7 separate regions of the Mus musculus genome follow, and all the other regions are linked to region 3. Evidence: chromatin contacts called from public HiChIP or PLAC-seq and promoter capture Hi-C data. All regions are on one chromosome and are shown on one strand. Each heading gives the region's core, a stretch centred on a gene start, on an enhancer-like site or on the middle of the called end of the contact. The rest is flanking DNA. Distances are from core to core; before and after follow the strand shown.

Region 1 (3,456 bases), core at 551-3,050, 590 kb after region 3:
AGACTAGACTGGCCTTGAACTCACAGAGATCTGTTTGCTTCCTCCACCCTCACCCCCACAGTGGCCTTTGGACATGAAGGGTCATTTCCTTTGTCCCCAAGGAAATCTGCAAGGCCATCACCTGCCTGCCACATTTCATTTGTCTCACACACTGGGGCTTCATTTCATTACCCATGGAAATTCAGCTTCATTGATATGAAGGGGCTAATTACTACAAGAGACATAATTACAAGACAGGAAATGGATTTACAGCTGCTTTTGGGGGAGGGGGAGCTGCAGCAGACACTGGCTGCTCTGCCCTTCTGCCTTGAGGGCTAACGCAGGCCACTGCACCCAGGATGGACAGTCTCAATTTACCAGAGTGTGCTCCTACAGAAGTCAGGGTTCTACAGAGCTCTGGAAACAGTTTCGTTTTCCCTCTCAAGTTATACCACCACTGTTGATGTGTTTTCAATAAGATCCTCTGACATAGTAAAAAAAAAAAAAAAAAAAAAATCATACTGAAGTGGGCAGGGCATTTAGTTCACGAGTAATGTGCTGGATTCTATCTGTCCCCAGAACTACCAACATAGTGTCTTCCACAGCATGTGAAAGCTCACACCTTTAATCCCAGCACTTGTCAGGCAGATCTCTGTGAGGCCAGCCTGATCTATATAACAGGTTTCAGGTCTGCCTGGGCTATATAGTGAGAAACAGTCTCCAAAAACAAAACAAACAAAAAATAAATAAAATTTGAGAATGTAGTCTTAATCGGTAACATTTAAAGAGGAAGATAACCGTGTGCTACAAGTGGCCAAATGAGAAATGTAGAAGTTGTGGGGTACTGCTTTTCTTGGGGGCTAAAGAACGCTAAGATTGAGAAATCCATGTCTGGTACATCGTCTAATGCATATACCTCTCTTTGGAATCCCTATGGCTTAGGGTGTTTTTTCCCACTTTACAAAAGTCTTAATTCATACAGATATATAAAGACATAAATGAAAATGAAAGATTCCTCAAAACAAATTAGTAATAGCTAAAGGTCATGAGCTGGGTGATGGTAGCAGGATGGGGGGGGGGGTGGGGGGGTGGGCAGCAGTGCATGTCTTTAATCCTAAGAGACAGGTAGATCTCCTGATTTGGAGACCAGCCTGGTCTGCAGATCAAGTTCCAGGACAGCCAAGGCTACAATAGAAAACCCCTGTCCTGATGTCCTGATGTATCTATCTTCCTTCCTTCCTTCCTTCCTTCCTTTCTTTCTTTCTTTCTTTCTTTCTTTCTTTCTTTCTTTCTTTCTTTCCTTCCTTCCTTTCTTTTTCAATTAAAACAAAATATCGCTGAGTGTGGTGTTGCACACCTGGGATAAGAGGATCAAGAGTACAAGGCCAGTCTGGGTTAAATGTAGAAAACCTGACTCAGAAAAATAATCATCAAAGCCAAACTTATGGAGCATATTTGATCTGCCTACATCACTCGTTCATTTTTCACAAGAGCTCCATGAGGAGGGGACAGCCAACCACCCCAACTTGCACCTAAGGAATGAGATGTAGAGGATCAACCAAAGCCCCCAGGGTCACAGAGGCAAATGCCAGGGTGAGAGTTGACTCTCATCCTTTCCATAGCCTGGATTCTCAGGAACAGTGAAAAAGCCCCTTAAATCAAAAGTAGTATCTTCTCAGATGTCTTAAAAATAGCACTCCTCGTCTCCACCAAGCTGCTCCTGAGTGCCTATCTTTTAATATAGGAGGAAAAGCCGAGCAGGGTGGGCGTGGCGGCAGGACGGGTGGGGGCGTGGCCGCTTGACGGCACGCCCCCTCCGCGAGGACCCCCGGAGCCGGCCTCGGCGCGCCGGAGCGTTTCTCCTTCCGGGGCGGCCTGCTGGGCCTCATGGAGGCTGTTCGGCCAGACAGCTGCGAAAGCGGGCCGGCGGCGCCGCGAGCCGAGGAGAGGCCGGCTCCCGAGGCGAGGGTGCACTTCCGAGTAACCCGGTTTATCATGGAGGCAGGCGTCAAGCTAGGCATGCAGTCCATCCCCATCGCCACCGCTTGCACCATTTACCATAAGTTCTTCTGCGAGATCAACCTGGACGCATATGACCTCTACCTGGTCGCCATGTCTTCCATTTACTTGGCCGGCAAAGTGGAGGAGCAACACTTGCGTACTCGTGACATCATCAACGTGTCGCACAGGTACTTTAACCCGGGCAGTGAGCCATTGGAGCTGGATTCCCGCTTCTGGGAGCTACGAGACAGCATTGTACAATGTGAGCTTCTTATGCTACGAGTTCTGCGCTTCCAAGTCTCTTTCCAGCATCCACACAAGTACCTGCTGCACTACTTGATTTCCCTCAAGAACTGGCTGAATCGTTACAGCTGGCAACGAACCCCCATCTCAGTTACAGCTTGGGCTCTGCTACGAGATAGCTACCACGGGGGGCTATGCCTCCGCTTCCAGGCTCAGCACCTAGCCGTGGCTGTGCTCTACCTGGCCCTGCAGGTCTATGGAGTCGAGGTGCCTGCAGAGGGTGAGGCCGAGAAGCCTTGGTGGCAGGTATTTAGTGATGACCTTACCAAGCCAATCATTGACAATATTGTGTCTGATCTCATTCAGATTTATACTATGGATACAGAGATCCCCTAAGGCCCTGGCCGAGGCCGGACCTAAGACCAGGATGATCGGAGGCCTGGGGTATCGTTCCACCAAGTTGCTGTGATGGCGTGTCTCCACTCGGAGGACTGGTTGTGCTGGCAGAGGATGTCATTGGTGACTGCAATGACATGCTGTCATTTTGTCCCCAGCAGCCCTTGTTCAAATAATGCTAAGAGCTTCCATGTGGGCAGGACATATAGAGCTTTCTAGAATTGGCTGCATCAGCTTTTGCCCTTTGAGAAGATGCTGCATTTGAGGCATGGACCATTGCAGGTCGCCAACAGGAAAGTTAAAGAATAGAACTGCACCCTTAGGGGAAGTATGAATGTGTAACATAGAATCTTATTTTGTATAATAAAAATTATGCAAATAAAATATAGGAAAGGTTTAACGCACCAGAGTCTGCCTTATGGTATTTCTAAGTTACAGTAGGAGAGATACTGGAAACTGATCAATATTGGGGAAATGGTTAGTGAAGCATGGTACATCCATACAATGGAGTATTTATTATTCAACCACTAAAACATATTTGTAAGGGGTTTATGACAATGTGGGTAAAGGTTCATATTAGGCAGCATAGAAGATAACAAGGTTATAGATGCACTATAATTTCTACAAAAAAGAAGTATACAAAGATAGGCAAAGTATGAGTTGGGGAATGTTAAACGTATGATAACGGCTGTAAGAATTTCTGTCTTTCAGCTCTCTGGATTCTTACCCATCATCTCATGATAATGGACCTTTATGGTGAGATCTTGCTTATCGTTGTGGGTATCCATTTAAAAGGACAATCATCATACTTCATTATCCCCAGAAGTTCCCACATAG
Region 2 (3,502 bases), core at 847-3,346, 640 kb after region 3:
TCAGGTTGCATTCTGTGTACTGTAATACAAGTGACGTGGTTTGTGTCCCTGATCTCAAAACTGTTCTCCCAGTGTCTCATGTGATGAATGGAGATGTGACAAGATGAAGCGAGGAGAAATGACTTGGGCTTGGTGAGGCAATCGTAAACTGTCCTGTAAGGCTGTTTGGACATAAACCCTGCAGTACTGTGGGAGTCAATCTGATGATTGGAAGTACCAAGTCTCAATTTCATTCCACTACTTAGAATGGTGTACCTTTTAAAACGTGTTTACTTTTGGAATATATACAGAATGTTTTTGAATTACAGTTGACTATGGAAAACGAAATCGTAGGAACCAAAACCTCAGATAAAAATAGACTGCCAAATTATTTTTCTTATTTATTTACTTGTTTGTTTATTCTTTATTACACATATTTATATTTGTTTGGTTTGAGACCCTAGATATCCTAGGACTTTCTTTGTAGAGCAGGTTGACCTTGAACTCACAGAGATCCACCTGCTTCTGCCTCCCAGGTGCTGGAATTTAAGGCATGTGCCGCAACATCTGGCTACATATTTCTATGAACACGGGTCAATGACAAACTTCTCTGGAACTCAACCCAAGTCAATTCCTTATATTTCAAAACCATGTTGAACTTTGGAACTTTGGAACTTTGGAATATATCATTGTTCATATGATCCTGGGATTTTTTTCATGGGCTCATATTTTCTGCTGAAATTTCTCTATGCCTTCTTTCTTGGTTTAACCAACAATTTTACAGGCAGTACTTCACCTTTTACAGATGATGGGAGCTGAAAAGTTTACTATGTCCTCAACAGCCCATCAGGGAGCTGTAGGCAGGGAGATGCATTAAATACACTATTGGTGTTACAGTCAGGTAATGCAAATTGAGGAGTAGAAGTGGAGAGGAGCTCAAAGGTGTTTAAGACTACTTTCTTGATAGGAAAGGGAAGAGTGGACAGGCAAAAGAGGAATCAAAAATGGCCTCTAGGTTTTGATACACAGTTTTATTGAAAAGAATGTCTGTTAGCCTAGTATTTAAGAATAAATTTAGGTTAAGCAAAGTAATATCAAAGAATGATGTTCTTCTAGTAAAATTTCAATGAATGGAACTTACTTGACCAGAAAACTTTGGGAGATTATTACTGTTTAGGGGCTTTAACGTGTTTTTTTTTTCCCCTGGTTTTTAATTTGTATAAATTTTGCAGTCTTGGTATACTGAAAATAAAGCCTCTTTTTGGTCAAAATCAAGCTTAACTGATGAGTCTACTTTGTTTCGTATTACGAAACCTTGAGTTTTTGAAGCTTAACATGCCTTTTTGCTCCTTCTATTTTTTCCCATATCTTGTACCTTAGAAAGAGTTGTAGATGGCTCCTATCAATGGACCAGTGATAATTTAGACTCCGCCTTCTCCGCCTAAGTCCCGCCCACATCAAAACCACACCTCTCTCTTAGCCCCGCCTCCTGAAGATGTCGTCTCCGATATGACAGCAAATTCTCCACAATGCTATCCAATGGGACATACGAAAGGCGGGACCTATGTCAATCTTTTTTCCCCCATTTGTCCAATTATATATCTATTTGTACTCAGTTCCATCCCACTTAGTCTTCAACCCAAGGATTGGTTTCTCTGTTCTTTGTTCCTGGCTCGTGATTGGTTTTTTTCCTCATTCCGCCCCTCTCTTCTAGCTCTTGCAGGCGGGATTAGCACGCAGCTTCCTGCTCTTTCCAAAAATAAAAAAATAAAAAAAAAATAAAAGAAGAAAAAGAAAAGAGGAGAGAGGCGAAAGAAAAAAAAAAAAAGTCACGGAGATTTTTGATTTTTAATTGGCTTTCAGTCTTGTCGGTCAGGCCAAGATTTGCCTTTTTATTGGTCTGTCTGTCTGCCCATCCTGAACCGGGGGCGGGATTTCCCCAGGAGACCCACACCTGGTTGCCACTGGTCGACCAGTGCGCCTGTCTGAAGCTTCCGGCCAGGGATTGGAGGCGGACGCGGACAGGTGGGCGTGGATTGGCTAGGGCAGCCGGTCAGTGTGAGGCGGGGGCGGGGCCTCGGCGGCTGGTTGCGCGTGTCCGCCGCTGGCTCCGCTCTATCCGGCTTTGCTAGGGGAGGTGAGTCCGGCCGCGGCGGCACCGGCGGCTGAGAAGGCGGCGGCTGAAGAGAAAGCGGTCACGGCGGCTGTGGAGAAAGCGACCGTGGGCACGGAAGCCGGGTGGGGGGGAGGGGGGGAGACGGAGCAGCCTTGAGCCCTGCAGGGGCCGTCGCGCGGGGGACCCACCCGCTCTCCCCCCCAACCCTCCTCAGCACAAGCCGGCGGCGGCGGGGGCAGGAGTCAGCCTGCTTCCGACCGTCCCCCGCCCGCTTCCCGGGGCTCCTATTCTTTGGCCCCGGGACCCTAACCTCCTCCGGGGCGGTTCCCTGTGTCTGGGCGTCCGAGTACTGCCCACCGCTCTTTCATTCCCTCCCTGCACCTTCTTCCCTTCACTTTTGCCGGGGTTTTCTCTCTCCTCTTCTGTCCTGCCTGTCGCCTCTTCGCCTCACTCTCTTCCTCCAGCCTCCTTCCCTGGCTCATTCTGCCTAGGAAAGTTTGGTACATCTCCTCAGTCCCCCCAATCAGGTCAACCAGACTCGGAGTAGGGGGCGATGTAGGAAGGCCTGAGAGTTCGAGGGGAGGGAAGCTGGAAGCTGGTTTCCCTGATAATTTCCCCTCATCTTTTTTGATTTAGAGTGGTTGGAATTTTTTTTTAATTGTGTTTTTGAGGAGGTGGGAGGTGTTTAGAAAAGGATGTGGGAATGGAAGGGGTAGATGAGTCAACCCTCTTACAAGATTCCAAGGGTGGCGTGTTACCAGATCCTTTTCGTGTGCGGAGTTCAGGGGGTCGGGAGGTTTGGCCTTTATTCCCACATTCAAAGTTGGAACCTCCCCCCCATTAAGAATGGAGTTTTAGTATCCACTTGTGGCAGGAATCCTGGGGGGAAGGGGCCCTTTTCCCTTTTTCTTTTCCTTTTTTTTTTCTTCTTATTTTATGTTCTTAACTTTTATTTTGACAACCCATACCCTTCCACACACTCTCACCCCCAAATCGAACACCCAAGATTGTCAAACTTGTCTGGATTGACCGATGAAGACATAAAGCCAGTTCCGCTCTATGTTTTTTGAGGTGGAGTGAGTGGTTTTTCTTCATTTTTTTAAATGGCCAAATGACAGCTTGACCCAGTTTGCTTTCCAATCAAAGGGCATTTTTTTGAATGTCTCTTTGTGGCACAAGAGCCAACGCAAAAATGATGGCGGCTTACAATGGCGGTACATCTGCAGCTGCAGCAGGTCACCACCACCACCATCATCACCACCTTCCACACCTTCCTCCTCCTCACCTTCACCACCACCACCACCCTCAACACCACCTTCATCCGGGGTCGGCTGCTGCCGTACACCCAGTCCAGCAGCATACGTCTTCGGCAGCTGCGGCAGCCGCCGCAGCAGCTGCAGCCGCAGC
Region 3 (3,421 bases), core at 291-2,790:
GAGATCTACCTGCCTCTGACCTCCTGTGTGCTGGGACAAAAGTCATATAACCACCACATTCAGCTCTGTGTAGGTTTCCCAGTGTCCTCTGGGTAGACTTCCTCTGTCGGATAGGTCAAAAGATTGAGTCCTATAAAAAAATGTCTGCTGGTCAAATTAAAGAAGAAACCCTTCCCCTACCTGTCAGCTCCCATAATCAGTTTTGTGATTAAACCCAATAAACAAAAGAGATTGGTTCAATTCTAAACAATTCTCTCATTAGAGGACACCCCCTGGCAGAACTGCAACAAAAAGCAACCATCCTTTAAACCAGCCCCAGCTATCTGTAGATAGCATCAAATTAAACTAGTTCTCATGGACAAAAGGCTATGTGTGGGTTGTCTACTCATCAGCCTTAGAATTTTATGTGTGGAAAACTCAGCGAATAAAAAGCAACCTTCCTAAACTACAAAACTTTTCCCTCCATCCCAAGTAGTCTCAATGAGGGTTCAAAGAGTCAAAAACAAGTCAAACAACAACAAACCATGGTCACAATTATTGGCCCTAGGACCACATCCTAGCTGTCTGTCTCTGCTGTCTAGTCTGTAGCTAGATTTTCCCTTTGCTTTCACCCTTCTCCCCTTACTCTTGGAGTCTCACTTAGGAAAGCCAAGATTCATTCTGGGGCTGCTGGCAAGCAGGGACTGGAGAGGGGGGTGTGATCATCAAGCAAGGAAGGGGGAGGGGAGTCATTTCAGAACTACGGTTTCCCCTGCAAACGCAAAAGGCAACCTTGTGTCATCCGGCTATCAAGGATGCTGGTGTGAACATCATCCAGGCAAGCTGACGCCCCGAGCAGAAAAGTAAGAAAACCTGTGCTTTCCCTACTCCTGCCCCCAAGGGGCAGCTACAGAAAATGGGGGTGGGGCAGGATATTATCTTGCTCCTACTGGGGATGCATACACAGACTGGGGGTTCCTTCGGTTATCCCCAGTTACGAGGATGGGGGGGAGGGGGTTAAGGGAAGAGGGAACCCCTATCTACCTCCTTCTAAAAGGGGAGAGTTAAGAGAGAACCATTAAATCCAGATGGAGTGGCCCTGAAAGCGCCCCCAGGTCACTCATCCCCGCACCAAGAGCAAGCGGAAGGGCTGGGATAAAGGGGATGGAGGGCTGGTCACGGGCAAGGCCCCACCCCCCCGGTTTAGGAGGGAAGGAGAGCCCCGGCTCACAGCCGAATCCCCGGGCAGTCCCCTAGCGTCGCCCCCCCACCCCAGCCCTTCCTCGGTCTGCGGAGCCCCCGGCAGCCCGAGAGGCAGCCGCTCCTTCCTCCCCTCACCCACCGCGTCCCCACCCCCACCCGCTCCCACCTCCTGCCCGCCGCGGCCCGTTACCTGCTCGTCGAAGCGGCTGACCACGGCCTGGACCCATTCCACCGGCCTGTGTGCGGCCATGTCCTCCCGGCGACCCGGGGGCGGTGGAGGGCCGGCGTCCGGGGCCCGCCTGAGGGCGGGCGGGCGGCCGGCGCGGAGGTGAGGGCAGCGGCGAGCCGAGCGGCTGAGGAGTGCGGGCAGCTAGCGTTCCCACGGGGGTGGGGACGGGGGCCCGCGCGGCCCGCCGGGAGGGGGACAGGGGAAGGGGGCGTTGGCGAGGAGACTGGGGGAGGGGTGGGGAGGGGAGCCCGGGGAGGGGAGGGCGCCTGTGGGTGGCTCTCCCCACTAGCGCCGTCTCCCCTCAGCCATCACAGTCCGAGACGCCGCCATGACACCCCACCGGAAGTGGGATCCTTTCCACGGCTCGGGGAGAGGGAGAGCGAGCGAGCTTGAGATTGAGAGCGCGGCTGGGAAAGGGGAGGGGGAAGCGAGAGGGAAGGGGCCTGCTGCGCATGCGCCCGCGGCCGGCCGGTTTCATTAATGAAAAAGCGAGTCCTCCTGGAGGTGACGTCACCTAACTCCTCCGGGCCCGGAGGCGCGCGTCCCTCGCTGCCGCGGGTCTCCCCACCTAAACTGGCGCGGGGCTCTGGCCAGAGAATCTGAGCCGACTCCGGTGCGTAGGCTGTCATTGCCACCGCCGCCTCGAACAGCCCTTCCCCCGCTGGCCTCCGGGCTTGGATCGCTCCCGGGGTTAGAAGTTAGGGTGTCCTGAGGCTAGGCTTTCTCTCCGACCGCTGATCTCTGTCGCTGATCTGTCCCGGAGGCTGGAGTCAGTCTCTCTCCGCTTTCTTCACTTAAAAATGTAAGGCACACACCGCCACGCAGTCGATGGGGCTTCTGAAGGCTGCTGAAAACGGGTAAAAAGAAGGCCAAGAGAGATTCCGTGATTTTTTTCTTTTTAATGTCGCTTAAATTCCAAAGCAAGGCCCAGTGGTGATCCAAGTTGGAGACTAGAATTCCCCAATCCGAAATTCCTCAACTAAACTGACGGACAACCAAGTTAATAAAACTTTTTGCACGGATGATAATTCAGATTGAAGACTAGTTCACCATACTGTAAAGACCTTTAAAAGGCCTAACATTTATGCATTTCAGCCTTTCGAACAAACCTTTCCAGTAGGACTCAGTAGCCTGACCTATCTGATGAACAGAGCACTGGAGGTTCCAGGATACATGCCCAAGGGCTGATAAGTACCAAAATGGTTTGACTCTAAGAACAAATCGAGAAGGATGGCTCTCCAGAAACAAGGGCCTTCCCAATGCCCAGAACCAGAGTTTGAAGGACTTGTGTGGAATTGGCTGTGCACACTTACAAAAGAGGATAAACCCAAAAGATAGTTTGCTCGGGGCTAGCCTGTTCTACTTGGGGATTTCCAGGCCAAGCAGAGCTACAGGGTGAAGCTCTCTACTCATCGGATGGGGAGGGAAAGGCGCTCTGACACTGGACTTTGAAATGAGTTTTCTTCAATGCACTTGAATTAAGTCAGTGTTAAAATGTGTTTAGAAGCAGGATGTGGAGATGCTCGCTTTCATTAGAGGCAAGCAAATCCTCCTGAGTCAACCACTGCTCCATAGTGTGGCCTTGTCTCAAAAACAAAAGTGTGGACGCGCACTCAGACAACAGCCTGCAGCCATCAACCATTAGCCACATAGGAAGATACCAACTGGGTGATAAGATGAAACAAAACCACAATTTTCATTTCACCACAGAAAATCCACAGAGCTAGTAGCCCACGGACAAAGTGGTATAGCTGTAAAAGAAGTCTCAAGTCTAGGTAGGTTAGTGATCTTCCAAGATGCAAATTAAGTTAATGTTTCATTCCACTGAAACAAAAGGACAGAGATTGGCTGTTTCTACGATCCCTTCTTGAAAGCTGCAACATGGATACTGGTTTCTTTAGATGACGTCAGCGGTGATGGGAGTGCTGAAGAGAAATGAGAGAAGATTAAAGGGCCTTTGGTGCTTTCTGCATCCAGGACCCTGGAAAAAGTCCTTACTCACAGCACATC
Region 4 (3,790 bases), core at 90-2,589, 620 kb before region 3:
GAAACGTTATAAATGCCTTACACTTGCGCATTTATTTGTTGATTTTTTTTTTTATTATTACAAGCTTCCTGCCCACACTGGACTTGCTGTTCACAGTCATCCCCATTCTGACTAATAACAACAAGTCCTGCGTTACTATTACAAGGAAACTGCATCTTTAATTTACATACATGATTTCCTTCCATGTCTCAGATCTTAGATCTGAAAGGGCTGGGAAGTGATGAAGCTCACATTGACCTTTGTGTCAGTTCTGAGGCCAGTGGGACAAGATGTGAAACAGAAAGGGAAGGAAAGCAAGGAGCTGGGTGGCTCTGGGTGACTATGAAGTCTAGTTCCCTCTCATAAATCACGTAGAAGACCGGGGTAACGACGTGAGTGTTCTAATAACAGGTCTAGCAAGAAGCCCTGCTTTGGCTTTTTATCATCTTCCAGAACTTAACAGAGAAGGGAACCACAGATTTTTTTTTTAAGGTGGTAGTAATTATACAGCAATGTTGCTTCCAAGGTGGATCTCTTAGAAACACTAATTTGCTTGGACAATGTTGTAAGGAAGATCTGTGTAAATATTGATCTATTTCACCAACTTTCAAACTTTTCATTGTTTTCTAAAACAAATGACAGTTTCTGCTATTTATCCAGTGCCTAAAATTTTGAAGTATTTTGTCTACATAGGTCAAGATATTTATTTTTAATTTAAAAACCGTGTGTGTATTCACGTGGGCGGGCACACGCGCCATAGAACGCGTGTTGAGATCAGAGGATAATTTGCAGGAGTCAGTGCTCTCCTTCTACCGAATTTAGGTTGCCAGGCTAGGTAGCACGATGGCCCTAATTATTTAAATAATACATTTTTTCTCACCATTTTAAAAAGAACCAACCATTCAGAGGCTTTCATTGGGACGTGAAAATGCACGGTTACCATACTGGTTTCGTGAAGCCAGCCGACTAAGACCAGGGCAGCTGGTCCGCAGCCTTAGAGCCTCATCGAATTTGCATAATTAACAATATCGTCTTCAGTTACATTTTTTAGTTTTCAGTGTTCTCGGTGACGAGAAGCGAGAACCTGCGACAGGAGCATGATAAAAACAAATGACTTCCAGGTAGCGTACTTAAAGCTCCTATCAGGTATTCCGGGAGGAGCTTTTTCCGGTCTCCGAGGCGCGAGGATTTAGCCCCGCCCCCAGCCCCGCCCCCGCAAAAGATGCATTCCCAGACCGGAAAAGGTTCTTGCTGCAATCCTATAGTCAACCACAGGGAGGCGACAGCGGCTTCGCTAGAAAAGAGGGGCTCCCCAATGGCGGAAGCGGAAAAGGCGGGACTTACGAAGCACGTTCAGTCAATCACTAAGAGTGAGGCTGAAAGGTGGCTGTTCTCTACGCTTATCGGCCGCCCGGCTGCTTGTGAAGTTCCAGCCTCATGGCGGAGATAATTCAGGAACGTATAGAAGATCGAATCCCGGAGTTGGAACAGCTGGAGCGCATCGGACTCTTCAGTCACGCGGAGATTAAGTGAGAGAGGATCAGGGAAGAGGAAGGAGCGGGGAGGCCGGAGGGGAGCTTGAGGCCAGTGTGTGGCGGGGACCGGCGTGCTGACTTTTCTGAGTTTGTTTGTAGCTACCATGCTAGCAGAGGGAAAAGTCCGTGGCTGGAATTTGACCACGGTCAGAATTCAACTTTAACGTATTGCAATGCGATCCATAATCAGTCCGTTTACCCTTCCTACTGACCGTCATCCAATGGTCAGGGTCTTGCGGCCGTAAAGGTGATCCAGCCAGGATCCTAGCCCGTCAAGGATACTGGGCAGTGTGAATGGCGGGAGAATTCCGATTAGAAAATGGTTATAGTTTAAAAGTTTGGGGTATACAGCTTTAGATAGTCGAGTACAGCGCCACGGAAGCCCAGGGGGAGTGGGTAGGTCTCCCTAACTAAACTTATAGACTGAAGACCATTCAATTCATTTCCTATGCTTCTTTAGCGCTCTGCCACAGGGCACGGAATATAGTTGGCATTTGGTAATTTGGTAAAATCAGTTACTTTTAGTGATTTTCTGTAACAGTTTACTTTTCTATGACTCTAGATAAAAGTGCAGTAGTAGTGTGAGTGTAGGATCCGCAAAGAAAAACGTTAGGAAACACCGCGAGGACGCTTAGAAAGTGCTAAATGTTGCCCGGAGTCAGGGCACCGGCCTTCAATCCCAGGACTTGGGAGGCAGAGGTGGGCGGATCCCTGTGAGTGCTACCTGTCTGGAAAAACAAGGGGGGCGCGGTGCTAAATGTGTTACCATTCTTAAATATTGTCTTGAGTATTCTGTTTTTCTTAGAACACATGTATGCTCACTCCTTTGTCGTAATATTTAGTTAGAGACAATTTAGGTTTTAAGAATTTACATGCTGAAAATAGACCCAAGATTTTAGGATAGAGATTTGGTTAACAAAAACCTAAGCATTGAAGCTAAGAGCATTGCAGAGTGCTTGCTTAGCATGCCAACGCCTTGAGTTTGATTCTAGAGAATGTATACATACACACACACACACACACACACACACCCCAAGACAAGCCCCTAAGTAGCCTAAATTTGGAGGAGAAATCTTTGTTAGTATGTATAAATAATAAAAAGCATTAGGCATTATTTACTTTGCTGGTGGGAACAGTAATGATCTTGGCAACTGAGGTGATTTTCCTGAAAGTTTAAAACTGTATGTGGATGTTCTTAACAGCATAGAGTAAGTGTGTAACAGCATAGAGTAAGTGTGTAAGAGAATGCGTGCTTTGCCTGTGGAAGATAACTGTGTTCAGGAACTAGATGTTCCTGTTAAATGTCCGTTTTCGGTATATCCCAAATAAAAATCACATTTAACCTCTCAAATGTCACAGTGTAATTTGCTCTCTCTGCAGGGCTATCATCAAGAAGGCTTCCGACCTAGAATACAAAATACATCGGAGAACCCTTCTCAAGGAAGACTTTATCAACTATGTTCAAGTGAGTGAGTCTATAGCTTTTTAATTCCCTTCAAGAATTTTTTTTTTTTTTGGTTTTTCGAGACAGGATTTCTCTGTGTAGCCCTGGAACTCACTTTGTAGACCAGGCCGGCCTCGAACTCAGAAATCCACCTGCCTCTACCTCCCAAGTGCTGGGACTAAAGGCGTGCGCCACCACGCCCAGCTCCCTTCAAGAATTTTAAATCAGACAGTGGTGAGCTTCACAGCAGTTTTCTACAGAAATCCAGAATTCTATGATTGTGTGCACGTTTTTTAAAATTAGGATCAGAGATGACTGTGTGGAGGGCAATTGCCCAATAAGGCTTGGTCCTTGTCAGAGTGAACTATTTCCTCCTGTTGGGTCAGTAGATCAGCAACATCATTGTGTATCAGGATTTTAGCAGGAAACTTGTCTTCTGGCAGTGGGCCTGCTAGAGGAGTTTGACAACGGCAGGCGGTTGGAAGGTCTGTAGAGGGCTTGCTTAGCACTGTCAACCTGCAAAAGAGGTTTGCTTTGAGATTTTTTCCATCTTCTAAATGGACAAGAGATTGATGTTGAGATTAAACATATAGGATGAATTGTCAAAGGAGGGAGAATGGCTACTATGTACAGAGTCAGACCAGAAAGATGAAAAAAAATATCTGCAGAGGCCCCAAGAGAGTGTTGGGTCTGGAAGTGTTACAGATGGTTGTGAATGTGGGTTCGGGGGACTGAACTCCCCCCCTTTTGGAATTATAGCCACTGAGCCATCGCTTCAGTCCCCAGAAAGGTAGGATGTTAGCCATGATGGTGCTGCCTAGAATCCTAACGC
Region 5 (3,704 bases), core at 591-3,090, 550 kb after region 3:
GCAGGGAACCAGAAAACAAGTTCTGGCAGGCCATGAACACCCTCTCACCAGCCATGCTGGGAGGACCCCACACGTGTCTGAGGTGTGAAGACCTCCTGCTGAGCACCATGGGGCCTAAGAATACGCGTCACACTCGGCACCCCTCACTGGATAAGAGTGTGGGCTCCCTCACCCTTCACAGATCTTACATTACTTTCAACAAGTCTGCAGCGTAAAGAAGCCTTCTGCTGTTTCACACAGATGCTGGACCAGGGCCTCATGCTTGTCAGAGACAAGATACAGGGTGATCAGGAGATGGCTGGGTGTGGAAGTGCCTGCTGAATAAGCATGGAGGCCTGAGTTTGAATTCCCAGACCCATGTGAAACCCAGGTGAGCAGTGAAAGCCTGTAATTCTACTGTGGGGACAGGAGACTCCTTGGAGCTTGATGGCACTGGGTTTGCTAAAGGGGTGAGCTCCAGTTTCAGTGGAGAGAGATAAAGGAAGGCAGCCGGCATCAACCTCTGGCCTCCACATTCATACACATGTGCACTCACTCACCCCCACACAGGTATACATACAGAAATATGCACACACCTACATCATATATGCTTGTGTGTGAGTGGGTGTGGGCATGCATACACTCACGTGTAAAGACAGAAGCCCACCTTCAGAGAGTTGCTTTAACAAGACCAACCTCTGTCAGCATGCACTGTGTCTACCATGGCTCAAGTTTGTTTCTGATGTGTGTGTAGACGTATATCCAGTAGGAATCTTTCATTTCATAAGTCAGTGATAGAAACTCAAAGCGGACAAATCAAAAAGGGATTTTCATAAACTTGTATATTCAACAAATATTTATTGAGACCCTACTGTGTGTCAGGCTACTGGCAAGTTTAGAATTACTGTTAGTTTCAGGCAAAGCTTGATCCAGCAACTCATAGTTTCACTAAGGACTTGCTGTATTTCTGTCTGCCTGTTTTGCGTCCCAGTGATTCCTTTTGAAACTCTGTACAGTGCTCTCACTTGGTCTGCCCAGCAGGCATCTTTTTACAGCCTCACTGGTCCATTGAAGAGGGAGTTTCTCTCTCAGGAACTCCTTCGGGAAGACTAAAGTCACATTTTGTGGCCACTTGCCTGTCTGCAGCCAATCATGGTGGCTGACAGTGAGCAGGTATTCCAATTGGTCTAAACCAATAAAGACCAGTTGCAGAAGCTAAGCGTGGAAGGCGAACCACCCCAGCCACCTACAGAAGTGAATTCTTTAAAGAAGAACAGGATGCCGGGCAGGCGCGGGAGGGGTGTGTGTGTGTGTGAGCAACTGTGAACAAGCAAGGAACAAAGTTAGCATCCTGTTATTTCAGCTACCATGCGGGAGCCTCCACTGTTCGGGAGCCTCTGCCACGCGGGAACCTCCAAAGTGACCATAGGTGGAACCAGCCTGGCCACGTCTGAATTCTGCACATACCAAGATTTGATAAGCTGTGTGACTTTATAAACTCGTTTAACCTCTCTGTGCTATGGTGCTCTTGTTTGTTGGTACGGCAAGTGTTGCCATCAAGCCAGGCACAAGCTTTCAGTCCAGGTGTTCCATCTTTCAGGGTTGGTCCTCTCTTGAGTCTGTTGTTTTATGGGTATTTTTCCTGGGTATTTTTCCAGGAAGCTGGTGCCCAATTCCTCCAAAGCCGGAGGGATCGTAAGAGCAGTATTCTTTCCTGTAAATGCTCAGCCGAGGGTCGTGGGGTCAGTGAGTGGATTCATTAACTGCAGGTGCCACCGTGGTCTGTGCTGATTTAGGACGGCACTATCCAAGCCGGTGACTTTTCACGCTTCTCCAACTGTATAAAAATGAACCGTCACTGGCGATCTATACATAGAAAGTTCCCGTTTCCGTGCTTGTGCAAAGAGGGTGGGCGTGCTGGGACATTTGCATAAAGCTGGTGGATGCGGAAGGCTGTGGGCTCTGGAGGGGGGGGGGAGCTTGTTTGCTTGTGGTTTGAGGGGCTACTGTGTCCTCCCAGTAGAGCTAGGAAAGACAAGAAAATAAGAATAAGTGAGATAAACTGGGAAAGAGCCACAGATTTTCCAAATGGAGGAGGAGGAGGAGGCAGTCACTCCAAAATAGCAACGCTCAGTCTGTAAGAATGGGCAGGTTTTAAGAGAGATGAAACAGGACAGGATACCTGGCCTTCAGGTGGGCTTCCAGGACCAGAGACTGGCATGTGGGAGCCACCTTTCCTATCTGCCCCCTCAATGCCCTTTCCCTGTATTGTTAGATATAAGGAGGCGACTAATGGGCTGTGCTCTAAGTACAGGGATATTTAGACATGCAAATGAGTACAGCTTGTTAATGAGCAGAGGGTGATTAGGCGGCAGGGAGCTGCCAGCCCAAGCCGAACAATAGGTGAAAGGACCAGGTGTCTAAAAGGGAACCTCCACCTTCCCCTCCAGCCCCTGCCGCTCAGCATCTCCAACTGGCAGGGCATCTCCAACCGCCAGAGAAAAGGAAGATTCAGGAAAGATCTGGTTGGGTCTCCTCAGGGACCTCCCCCAGAGTCTTTTTGAACTACTCTGGGGGCCCCAGAGGGTTGTGAGGCAGGTGAAGGTTCCCAGGAACCTTTCTGGGCAGTGATTGGAAATCTTGGGAACAGGGAATCCAGGGAAAGGATCTGTGAGAGGGAACAGCGTCTGCATTTGTGGGGACAGAGACTCTGTGTTACTGGAAAAGGCACAGACTTCAGACTTTATGGACCTGAATTTATTGAGCCAGATCCATCGGATGTGTTGTATCCATGAAAGCTGGCTAGCTGAAGGGGTGCCAACTGCAGAGCCAGCCTTCCCCTCGATAAATTATGGAACTTGGCCCGTGGCATATTACTTTCTCAGCCACTGGAGGCTTGCCAAGCATGGGAGGTCATTGCAACAGACTCACAACCAGTCTAAACCAGACTGGTGATGTACTTTCTGAATTGTTCTGAGGCAGTCCAGAGCAAGGCCTGGAGTTTTTGTTATTTTCTCCTTCTTCCCTCCCCCATCAGCTTCCTGTTCTTTGTGATATCTAGGGTTTTTTGTTTGTTGTTGTTGCTGTTGGGTTTTGTTTGTTTGTTTGTTTTGGGTTTTTTTTTTGTTTTTGCATAACTTTGGGGATAGGGAAGTAGTTCAGTTGGTGGAATGTCTGTCAAGTGTGAACCAGGCTCTAGGGTCCATCTTCAACATAGCATAAACTGGGGGGGGGGGGGGGGGGGGGCGGTTACGGCCTGTTATATAGATAAGGAGAGTCGTGGCAGGTTGGTTTCGAAGGAGCTGATGTATAATTACCTTCAGGAATGAACTTTATTTAGGAGACAGAGCCCTGAGGCCATGATCAAGCTTTGAGCTGGGATAGCCTTAGAAACAGACAGGGCCTTGTACCCGAGACAGCATGCCTGGAGTCTTGAAGGGAGTGAGGGACCAACCTTTCAAACCTGAAGAGAAGCATCTTTAAGAGGGATAACTAAAAGTAACAACAAGAAAGATACAGAGCCGCCATGATCTGGATGGACCACCATGATTCGGATAGTCAGGGGAGGCCCAGAGGAGATCTCTGAGAAATCTCACAAAGGAATATATCTGACTTTTATATCTTTTCAGGGGGTGAAAGCAAGTTACACACAGATTTAGTCCCAGGCTGATGTGGCAAAGAGTATGCAGGAGAAAGGTATTGGCTCAGGCTATAAATTAGAGGCT
Region 6 (3,374 bases), core at 129-2,628, 510 kb after region 3:
TATGCCCAATTGAGTACTGATAAAAGCTAAATTAAGCCTGCACCAGCCATTTTTTTTAAATACGCAATTAATCTTCATGATGGAGAAAGTTGAAAATAGGAATGGTTAGCTCCCTGCCCCCGCCCACCCTAGGGCTCCATCTGGCATATTTATGTTCTTCCAGCAATCCTGCCTCCCCTCGTCCCTCTCCCACACAGCCAAGGTCAGGCCAGCCTCCCTACATTCCCACCGGCACACCCTTCAGAACCAGTTTTTGGTCCATCCCTGTGGGAGGTGGGGATGCTGGAAATGAATCCTGGGGCTTGACGATGCCTGGCAACCTTTTTACCACGGAGCTGTTCCTAGCTCCTAGTTAGCAGCTAAGCTAATCAGTCTCTTTCTTCCTGGCCAAATCCCACGTGCCACCCAAGGATATACACTTTATCCTTCCCTTTCTTTGGCCCACCCCCACCCCCACCCCCACCTTATACCCAGAAGACAGGTATGTAAGAGTAAGGACTTCAAATGAGTCCCAAGGGCCATCACTGGGCACATGGGGAGATAAAATCTGATCCAGGCAAACATTGGAAAATTATTCTGTAATAAAGCGAATGAAGCACTTACATATGCTACCACGTGCGTGCTTTGAATGAGGCATAAAAGACGCAGGAAACCAATAACCGGGGCTGCATATGATTGATTCCATTTCTGTGAAATGTTCAGAACTAACAAAATCTATGGAAATCAGCTAAGTGGTTGCCTAGCGCAAAGAGAAAGGACGAGACTGGAGAGGGGTTTTGCCAGCAAATGTAGATGGTTTTCTTTCAAGGTAAATGTTCTAAAATCAACAGTGGCCATAGATGCACATCTGCGCACATTCTAAATGTTATTAAACGTGTGCACTTTAGCACTGGCCGGGAATCACAGTACTACTGGGAAGTTGGGGCAGGGGGATTACGAGTTCAAGGCCAGATAGGGTTACATATTGCAAAGACCAAAATTATTCCAGATACTCCTGGTAACAGGGTGTTCCTGCAGACCGAGTGAGAGTAGCACGTCTCCTCTTTGAAAACCATAGAACGGAGGCTGCTCCAGCCGAGTGCAGATGCCAGCAGCACATGGCAGAGACCTGGCTCCCCGTGTCCTCCGACACCGCATCCCGGCCTCCCACGCTCCTCCGCGGCGCGGCAACTATGGCTGCGACAGGTGTCGCTGGCACTAGGGGAAAGCCTGGAGAGCCCGCAGATCGCCCCCAGGGCTTCCACATATCCCGGCCCTGCAGGCAGCCTCGGTAATCCCCAGCCCGCCCCTGCCGCCCCCCGAGTCCCCGCCCAAGGGCCCGCGCAGCGCGGCTCACCCGCCTTCCCGGCGGACGCCAACTGGAGACACCGCGAGCGACACGATTGCGCCTGCGCGGCAGAAGCAAGCGCAGCCCCGCCCCCGCCTGGTACCCTAGCGCCCTCTGCCGGCCATCCGCGGGACTCGGGGTCCTACTGGGTGCGGGCTTCCTGATCCGACCCCGCCCAGTTGGCTGGAACCACGGCCCGCTTTTCCTTGTCTCCCTTACAACCTTGGATACAAACTCTGATGGCAAGCTCTTCTTCATATTCCCACGAATGGAGAATATTAGGGGTGCTCAAGATCTGTGAAACGTCTTCTTGAAGGACGTGTCCTTCCTGTTGTTATGTTGATGACAGGAATTATGTTTGGAAGGGAGTCTTCATTTCGAGTCACTTGATCAAATTACAGTCCCACAACACCTGTCAGAAGAATACATATGACAGTAATAGGCACGCTTCCTTTCAACTCTGCTATAATTATAATCGAGGGAGAGAATGAAGAATCTTAACTTGCAGCTACTGCCGGGATCATTTTTTGAAAATGAAATAATGCTGTTTCATTAAACGGGTTCTCCCCACTCGCGCATGTTTAAAGTCAGAATGCTTCTCTGAATTGATTTAAACACAAGTTTTATATCCTGAAAGAAATAAAGACAGGTCTTTTTCATGAGACAAACGCCCTGTTCAATGAGGCTTCTAGCTTCTCTGGGCCGCTGTCTGAAAGGCAGCAAGGGCGCCGGTGGATAACATTGCTTCTCTTCATCTTTCCTCTTCGGGGCTTTAAAAAAAATCTACCTATAATGAAAAGCCCGATTTCCTTACACACGCTCCTCATGTAGCTGCTTTAACAAGACAATTGCTTATAATGCCTTTTTTCTTCATTTTTTAAAAGTAAACATCGCTGTTTAGCAGCACTCGGAAGTCTATTTTTCTTCCTCTTAGGAAGCAGGGGCTATTTCTTAACAGAACTACTTCCTTTCTCTGATTCATCTTCAACTCTCTAGAATGCCACCGTCTCCCTCCCGCACCCCCCCCACACACAAAGCACCCCCTTCCTCCTCTTCAGCTAACACTCTACCCCGTCTTCAAATCTGTGTGGGAGGATTCTTCCCCTGGAATACCCAGATAATTTCCTTCATTTATTTTCAAACTGTAGACTTGGACCAACTGTATCTGAAAGATCCGAATGCACCCTCATAAATCAGCCTTTTTATTTACCCATGCATAATCACGGCATGTCATTAGTGCAGATCCAATCAATAAATCATTACGCTTTTAGAGCCCTTACTAGGAGCAACCTGCTGGGACACCAATCCACTCTCTCGTACAACATTAAGATCCTTTCATATTTTTAAGAAATTTCAATCTGTTCTCTCAGTCCCCCTCTTTTGTTCCTAGATCTCCGTGTTCCTGCTTCAGAAGCCTCATTCTAATACCTAGGTCATAAAATATTCAAGAAGCAAGCTGTTAGCTCTACCTCCGAAAGGCTCCACCTTCCTGCCTCTTGTGTTACTTCTGTCTTTACAGAGACACAACATTTATCTTTCTCGAAAACTCTTTGTCGACAGCTAGGCAGCACAAAAGAGAAAGAACAGAAAAGAAATTTTTTTATTTTTTAGCTTGAGGGAGAGATGTGGATAGCAGCTCCCTTTCTTTTACCGAGTCACAGTGAGAACTTGGATTTAAGAATAATCCAAGCCAGGCAAGGAGGTGCACACCTTTAATCCAAACACTCCAGAGGCAGAGGCAGGTGGAGCTCTGTGAGTTCGAGGCCAGGCTGCTCTACAAATCGAGTTCCAGGACACCCAGGGCTGTTACACAGAGAAACAGGGCTGTTTTGTCTTGTAAAAGCAAAAAAAAAAAAAAAAAAAAAAACACAAATAAAACAAAACAAAACAAAAGAAAGAAGAAAGGAAGGAAGAAAATAAAAAACAAAAAAAGAATAAGGAAATAGTGATTCTTTTTAACTTGACAGAAACTTTAAATTTCTTTTCATTTCAGTAGTAAAACTAAAGAATTCTTACCAGTCCAAGCATTCACTGAAATAGCACCAAG
Region 7 (3,606 bases), core at 991-3,490, 790 kb after region 3:
CATTCTGCTGGCTCTGCTCCAGGGGCAGGAAACCATGTCATACTGTCCCTTCCTAGGCCATTCAGGACTCAGCAGAGCCAGCCTGATCTACAGAGTTCCAGGACAGCCAGGATTACACAGAGAAATCCTGTCTTGAAAAACTAATGGGGAAAATAAAATAAAGGAAGGAAAGAAGGAAGGGAGGGAGGGAGGGAAAGGAGGAGGGATTTGGAGTATGTCTAAAAAGTTTTGGACACTGAACACTTGTCCTTTGTCCCTGAGCTCCTGAGCAAGCCACCTGCAAGCAGACCTATGTTTTCAAATGGCATCTACTCAGACTTTGCCCCTGCTGTGCTGCTGTGTCTCTCTCCACCCTGCTCACTGCTCTCCTCACCCTCAGCAGTCACCTCAGAAACTGGCACCTGGCTTTGTCTAGGGCTTAGCTTACCACAGCTGTTTGATTTCCCACATTCCTTGAAACCAGGTCACCTGCCTCCCAGCTCTCCAAGGCCACATCTGAAGGTAATGCCTGGCTCTGCCCTCACCCACCTTCCTCTGTTGTTTCCTTAGTGCACTGGGTTCTCTGGGCATTGACCACATCTCTAGAGATCCTCCCACTAGAGCATTGCAGCCAGGCCTGGAAGGCAGAATATCCTGACACCAGAAATCTTACAGTACACCCCCAAACTCCTGGCCCACTGACATGCTCAGCAGGGCCTAAGTCATTTACCTCTCTACTTTCTAGTTATCAGTGCCTGTTGCCTCATCTGTCCCTGTCGTCCTTGGGTCCCACAGTCTATTATGTCAACCACTTGTCCACCTTCTTCGGCTCACCTTTATCTTCCTGACCACCCTCTCCCTGATGCATCCAAAATGCTTTCCTGAGCAGACCCAACACTGAGAGCCATCTACCTCAGCAACGCCAACCCCTCTGTCTTAGTACTATGGTAGCTACCACTGGGCACACAGACTACCCTACCTAACCCTAATTTTTGCTTTCCCTTAGCTATACTTTCCTTCACTTCTCTGGGCAGAAACTTCAAACCCATTTAGACATCCCAGTCTCCTTTGCTGAAATGGGCACACTGGAGCAAGCATGGTGCCTATGACTTTAATTCCAGCACTTGGAAGGCAGAGGCAGGGTGAATCTCTGTGAGGTTCAGGCTAGCCTTGTCTACACAGCCAGTCACAGGGTTACATAGTGAGAGGCTGTCTCAAAAAGTGAATACAAAAGAAAGAGAAGGACACGTGGGGTCCATTTCTCTACCTCTTCCCGACCAGTTGTCTACACTCTGTCTCCATTTCCCTACCTCCCAATACACTGCTCTCCAGCCATAGGACTTCTCATTGGTACTGGTGGACAGCACTCAGTGTCAACCGTGACACAGCTACTCCATTCTTCCCTGTGACCATCATTCGCTTGGTCATCTCCTCCCATGACCCTTATGATTCTGTAGGATCTCTTAATGCCCTTCGCTCTCTAACCTTCAAATGCTCTCACAAATCTAAACCAAGTTCATCCAACTGCCCGCCTGCCTGCTCAAGGTCTCTTTGGTTGGTTGGTTTGGTCTGAGACAGGCTCTATGTATCCCTAGCTTGCCTGTAGACCAGGCTGGCCTAGACCTTACAGATTTCTGTCCACACCCGGCCCTTTGGGGCTCTGGTTCAAATGGTGCAAGAGATGGAAGTCGGGCCTTCTTGAGTGCTAAGTAAATGCTCTATACTTAGCAGTACCCAAGCCCTAACCCTGCTCAGTGTATACAAAGCACAAACTTAATTTCCTTTCCCTTGAACCCAAGTCCTGTGTTCCCTATTCTCATCGAATGGCAGCCCCCATCTTGTCCCAGGCCTATCAGGGTCCATCATATAAAATCATTATTTGTGGGCTGAGCAGTGATTTTGGAGCCAGCAGGAAAGTCCGGCTCGCAGCGCTCCTAAACTGCCACTGCGGGTTCTGGTTTTACTGGCCCGGGGTCCCAATACGGAACAGAACCCAGCGAATAAAACACTCGTGGCACAGGGAAGACCAGCGCACGCAGCCCGAGGCTGCACACGCGCACCCGCCGACGTGGACCGCTCAGAGCCACGCCCCCTCACGCGGTACTCCCAGCAGCCAATGGAAACAACAGGTAGGCCATCATTCAAACTATAGCCCCGCTATATGGGCGGGCCACGAGGGCCTCCACCCACTCACGAGCCGCTTCTGTTTTTCCCCTTCGACCAATAGGTACGGCCTGTGTGAGCCGGGGGCGGGACGGCACAGCTCGGGCGCGGGGCTTCTAACCACGTAGCAGGCTTCTATCACCGGCTTGCCAGTCGTAGCCCAACGGACAGGAGGGAACATGGGGGCCCTGGCAGCTAGGCGCTGTGTCGAGTGGCTCTTGGGCCTCTACTTCGTCTCGCACATCCCCATCACGCTGTTCATCGACCTGCAGGCGGTGCTGCCGCCCGAACTATACCCGCAGGAGGTGAGGCTCAGGGGTCCCCACGTGGCCGTCCTGATTTCTGTTGGCTCCGTGCCTGACTTCGGCCCCAGCCGGCTGTCCCCAGCCGTTGACCACCGCTTTGTTTTTTTCAGAGCGGAACTGAGGGTGCAACCCAATGGTAGGGCGCATGCCTAGGAGGTCCTGGGTTTGAGCCCCATGTACTCGCCAATCCTTTGCAAAACCTTTGCCTGGGTGTGTTTCGCTCCCATGGTTTTAACTACGGCAGTTGGCTGAGGGAAGTTGCCTGGGTGAACCAGTGTCTGTCACGTGTTGAATCTATTGCGTTTGGATGGACTTTAAAAGTCCAGTGTAAGCCGAGAAAGAAAAAAAAGTCCTGCGTAGTAGAATAAAATGACTGAAGGGTTAGCCCTTGGTTAGTGCTCGTGGCATTCATACACTCCTTCTGGGTCTGGATCTAGCTTGAGGAGCAGTTGAGGAAATGTCGCTTTTCCAAGTCAGTTTTGAATTGTTTGAAGATGAGCTACCGTTCCCTGCGCTTTGGAGAGCATTCTTTGACCCGATTTTAAGGTCAAGATTAAGCATGCCTCTCCAATCTACTGACGGACTTATCCACCTAAATGTTTGAAATGGCTGAAATGCTCTTTAAATGTTTCTTCTTTGCAGGGCAGTTCTTAATCTTAAATCCGTAAATTCTCAATGGTGGCTGCAAAATGACATGTGCCTTGTGTTCTCTGAGAGGACATGACACAGGAATTGTCACCTACTCAACAAAGTTAAGGAGTGACACCATCAGCAGTGTCACCCCCCACTCCCTTAAGTCTTTTTGGTTTGTTTGTGGAACCACGGGATTGCAAAGACCTTTGATCTACAGGGGAAACCCGTAGGTAGCATGTGGCAAGAGCACCGGTCTGTGGTGCTGCTTTCCCAAGGACTGGCTGCCTGTGGACATGTTGAGGGCCCTATGGATCCTACTTTTTTTTCCCCTTAAAATAATAGTTCATTTGAATCCATTGCAAGAGGACCTCAGGCCAGGCTGTAACTGACATGTAGCTACAGCTTTAGATTGTAAACTCAAAAGATTGTGGGATTGAGGCTGTGGCTCCGTAGTAAAAACATTGGCCAGCATGCACGAGGCCCTGGATTCAAATCCCAGCACCAAAACCAGTGTGTTATCAAGTTA

Evidence for each region. Promoter capture Hi-C pulls out the DNA fragments that hold promoters and counts their contacts. HiChIP or PLAC-seq counts read pairs in DNA pulled down with a chosen protein or histone mark. Capture Hi-C pulls out chosen DNA fragments and counts their contacts.
Region 1: a contact with region 3 is called in an H3K4me3 HiChIP or PLAC-seq map of bone marrow-derived macrophages, with 7 times the contacts expected there. The contact joins the promoter of Ccnq here to the promoter of Nf1 in region 3. A contact is called at or near these places in 5 of 39 promoter capture datasets (hippocampal neurons, liver, pre-B cells and 1 more) and 2 of 115 datasets of contacts at active chromatin or transcription factors (bone marrow-derived macrophages and microglia).
Region 2: a contact with region 3 is called in a promoter capture Hi-C map of liver, with 3 times the contacts expected there. The contact joins the promoter of Nlk here to the promoter of Nf1 in region 3. A contact is called at or near these places in 4 of 39 promoter capture datasets (hippocampal neurons, liver, pre-B cells and 1 more), 1 of 484 Hi-C or Micro-C datasets (embryonic stem cells), 4 of 115 datasets of contacts at active chromatin or transcription factors (astrocytes, embryonic forebrain, embryonic stem cells and 1 more) and 2 of 9 other capture datasets (adipose tissue and liver).
Region 4: a contact with region 3 is called in a promoter capture Hi-C map of liver, with 5 times the contacts expected there. The contact joins the promoter of Utp6 here to the promoter of Nf1 in region 3. A contact is called at or near these places in 7 of 39 promoter capture datasets (the C10 cell line, hippocampal neurons, liver and 3 more), 3 of 115 datasets of contacts at active chromatin or transcription factors (bone marrow-derived macrophages, embryonic forebrain and large pre-B cells) and 2 of 9 other capture datasets (embryonic stem cells and pancreatic islet).
Region 5: a contact with region 3 is called in an H3K27ac HiChIP or PLAC-seq map of microglia, with 5 times the contacts expected there. The contact joins the enhancer-like site here to the promoter of Nf1 in region 3. A contact is called at or near these places in 3 of 39 promoter capture datasets (hippocampal neurons, liver and pre-B cells) and 3 of 115 datasets of contacts at active chromatin or transcription factors (bone marrow-derived macrophages, embryonic stem cells and microglia).
Region 6: a promoter capture Hi-C map of liver shows a contact between it and region 3, with 4 times the contacts expected there. The contact joins the promoter of Lyrm9 here to the promoter of Nf1 in region 3. A contact is called at or near these places in 9 of 39 promoter capture datasets (3T3-L1-derived adipocytes, the C10 cell line, HPC-7-derived erythroid cells and 5 more), 1 of 15 datasets of contacts at CTCF or cohesin (large pre-B cells), 8 of 115 datasets of contacts at active chromatin or transcription factors (SST interneurons, cardiomyocytes, embryonic forebrain and 3 more) and 3 of 9 other capture datasets (adipose tissue, embryonic stem cells and liver).
Region 7: a contact with region 3 is called in a promoter capture Hi-C map of hippocampal neurons, with 7 times the contacts expected there. The contact joins the promoter of Tmem97 here to the promoter of Nf1 in region 3. A contact is called at or near these places in 9 of 39 promoter capture datasets (3T3-L1-derived adipocytes, cranial neural crest, embryonic stem cells and 5 more), 7 of 115 datasets of contacts at active chromatin or transcription factors (the 230-238 cell line, embryonic forebrain, embryonic stem cells and 3 more) and 1 of 9 other capture datasets (liver).

Annotation. Positions count from the first base shown.
Region 1 is chr11:78,750,073-78,753,528 of GRCm38.p6, reverse strand. Ccnq (cyclin Q) reads left to right here and starts at 1,800. Exons shown (of 1, transcript NM_197989.1): 1 at 1,800-3,023. The coding sequence starts at 1,867. The coding sequence ends at 2,619.
Region 2 is chr11:78,696,019-78,699,520 of GRCm38.p6, reverse strand. Nlk (nemo like kinase) reads left to right here and starts at 2,096. Exons shown (of 11, transcript NM_008702.3): 1 at 2,096-3,502. The coding sequence starts at 3,255.
Region 3 is chr11:79,338,011-79,341,431 of GRCm38.p6, reverse strand. It overlaps Nf1 (neurofibromin 1), which reads right to left and starts at 1,540. Exons shown (of 58, transcript NM_010897.2): 1 at 1,373-1,540. The coding sequence starts at 1,432.
Region 4 is chr11:79,959,936-79,963,725 of GRCm38.p6, reverse strand. It overlaps Utp6 (UTP6 small subunit processome component), which reads left to right and starts at 1,339. Exons shown (of 19, transcript NM_144826.3): 1 at 1,339-1,508; 2 at 2,895-2,979. The coding sequence starts at 1,417.
Region 5 is chr11:78,790,892-78,794,595 of GRCm38.p6, reverse strand. No RefSeq gene overlaps it. Among named protein-coding and RNA genes, the nearest start is that of Lyrm9, 34 kb to the left of the region's middle. Within about 2 kb of position 1,840, at least 125 of the 459 cell types and tissues checked have an H3K27ac peak or open chromatin away from gene starts, as enhancers often do. A contact at or near this core is called in bone marrow-derived macrophages, hippocampal neurons, microglia and 1 more, where this site is marked.
Region 6 is chr11:78,824,599-78,827,972 of GRCm38.p6, reverse strand. It overlaps Lyrm9 (LYR motif containing 9), which reads right to left and starts at 1,378. Exons shown (of 4, transcript NM_001076681.2): 1 at 1,337-1,378.
Region 7 is chr11:78,549,369-78,552,974 of GRCm38.p6, reverse strand. It overlaps Tmem97 (transmembrane protein 97), which reads left to right and starts at 2,240. Exons shown (of 3, transcript NM_133706.2): 1 at 2,240-2,447. The coding sequence starts at 2,322.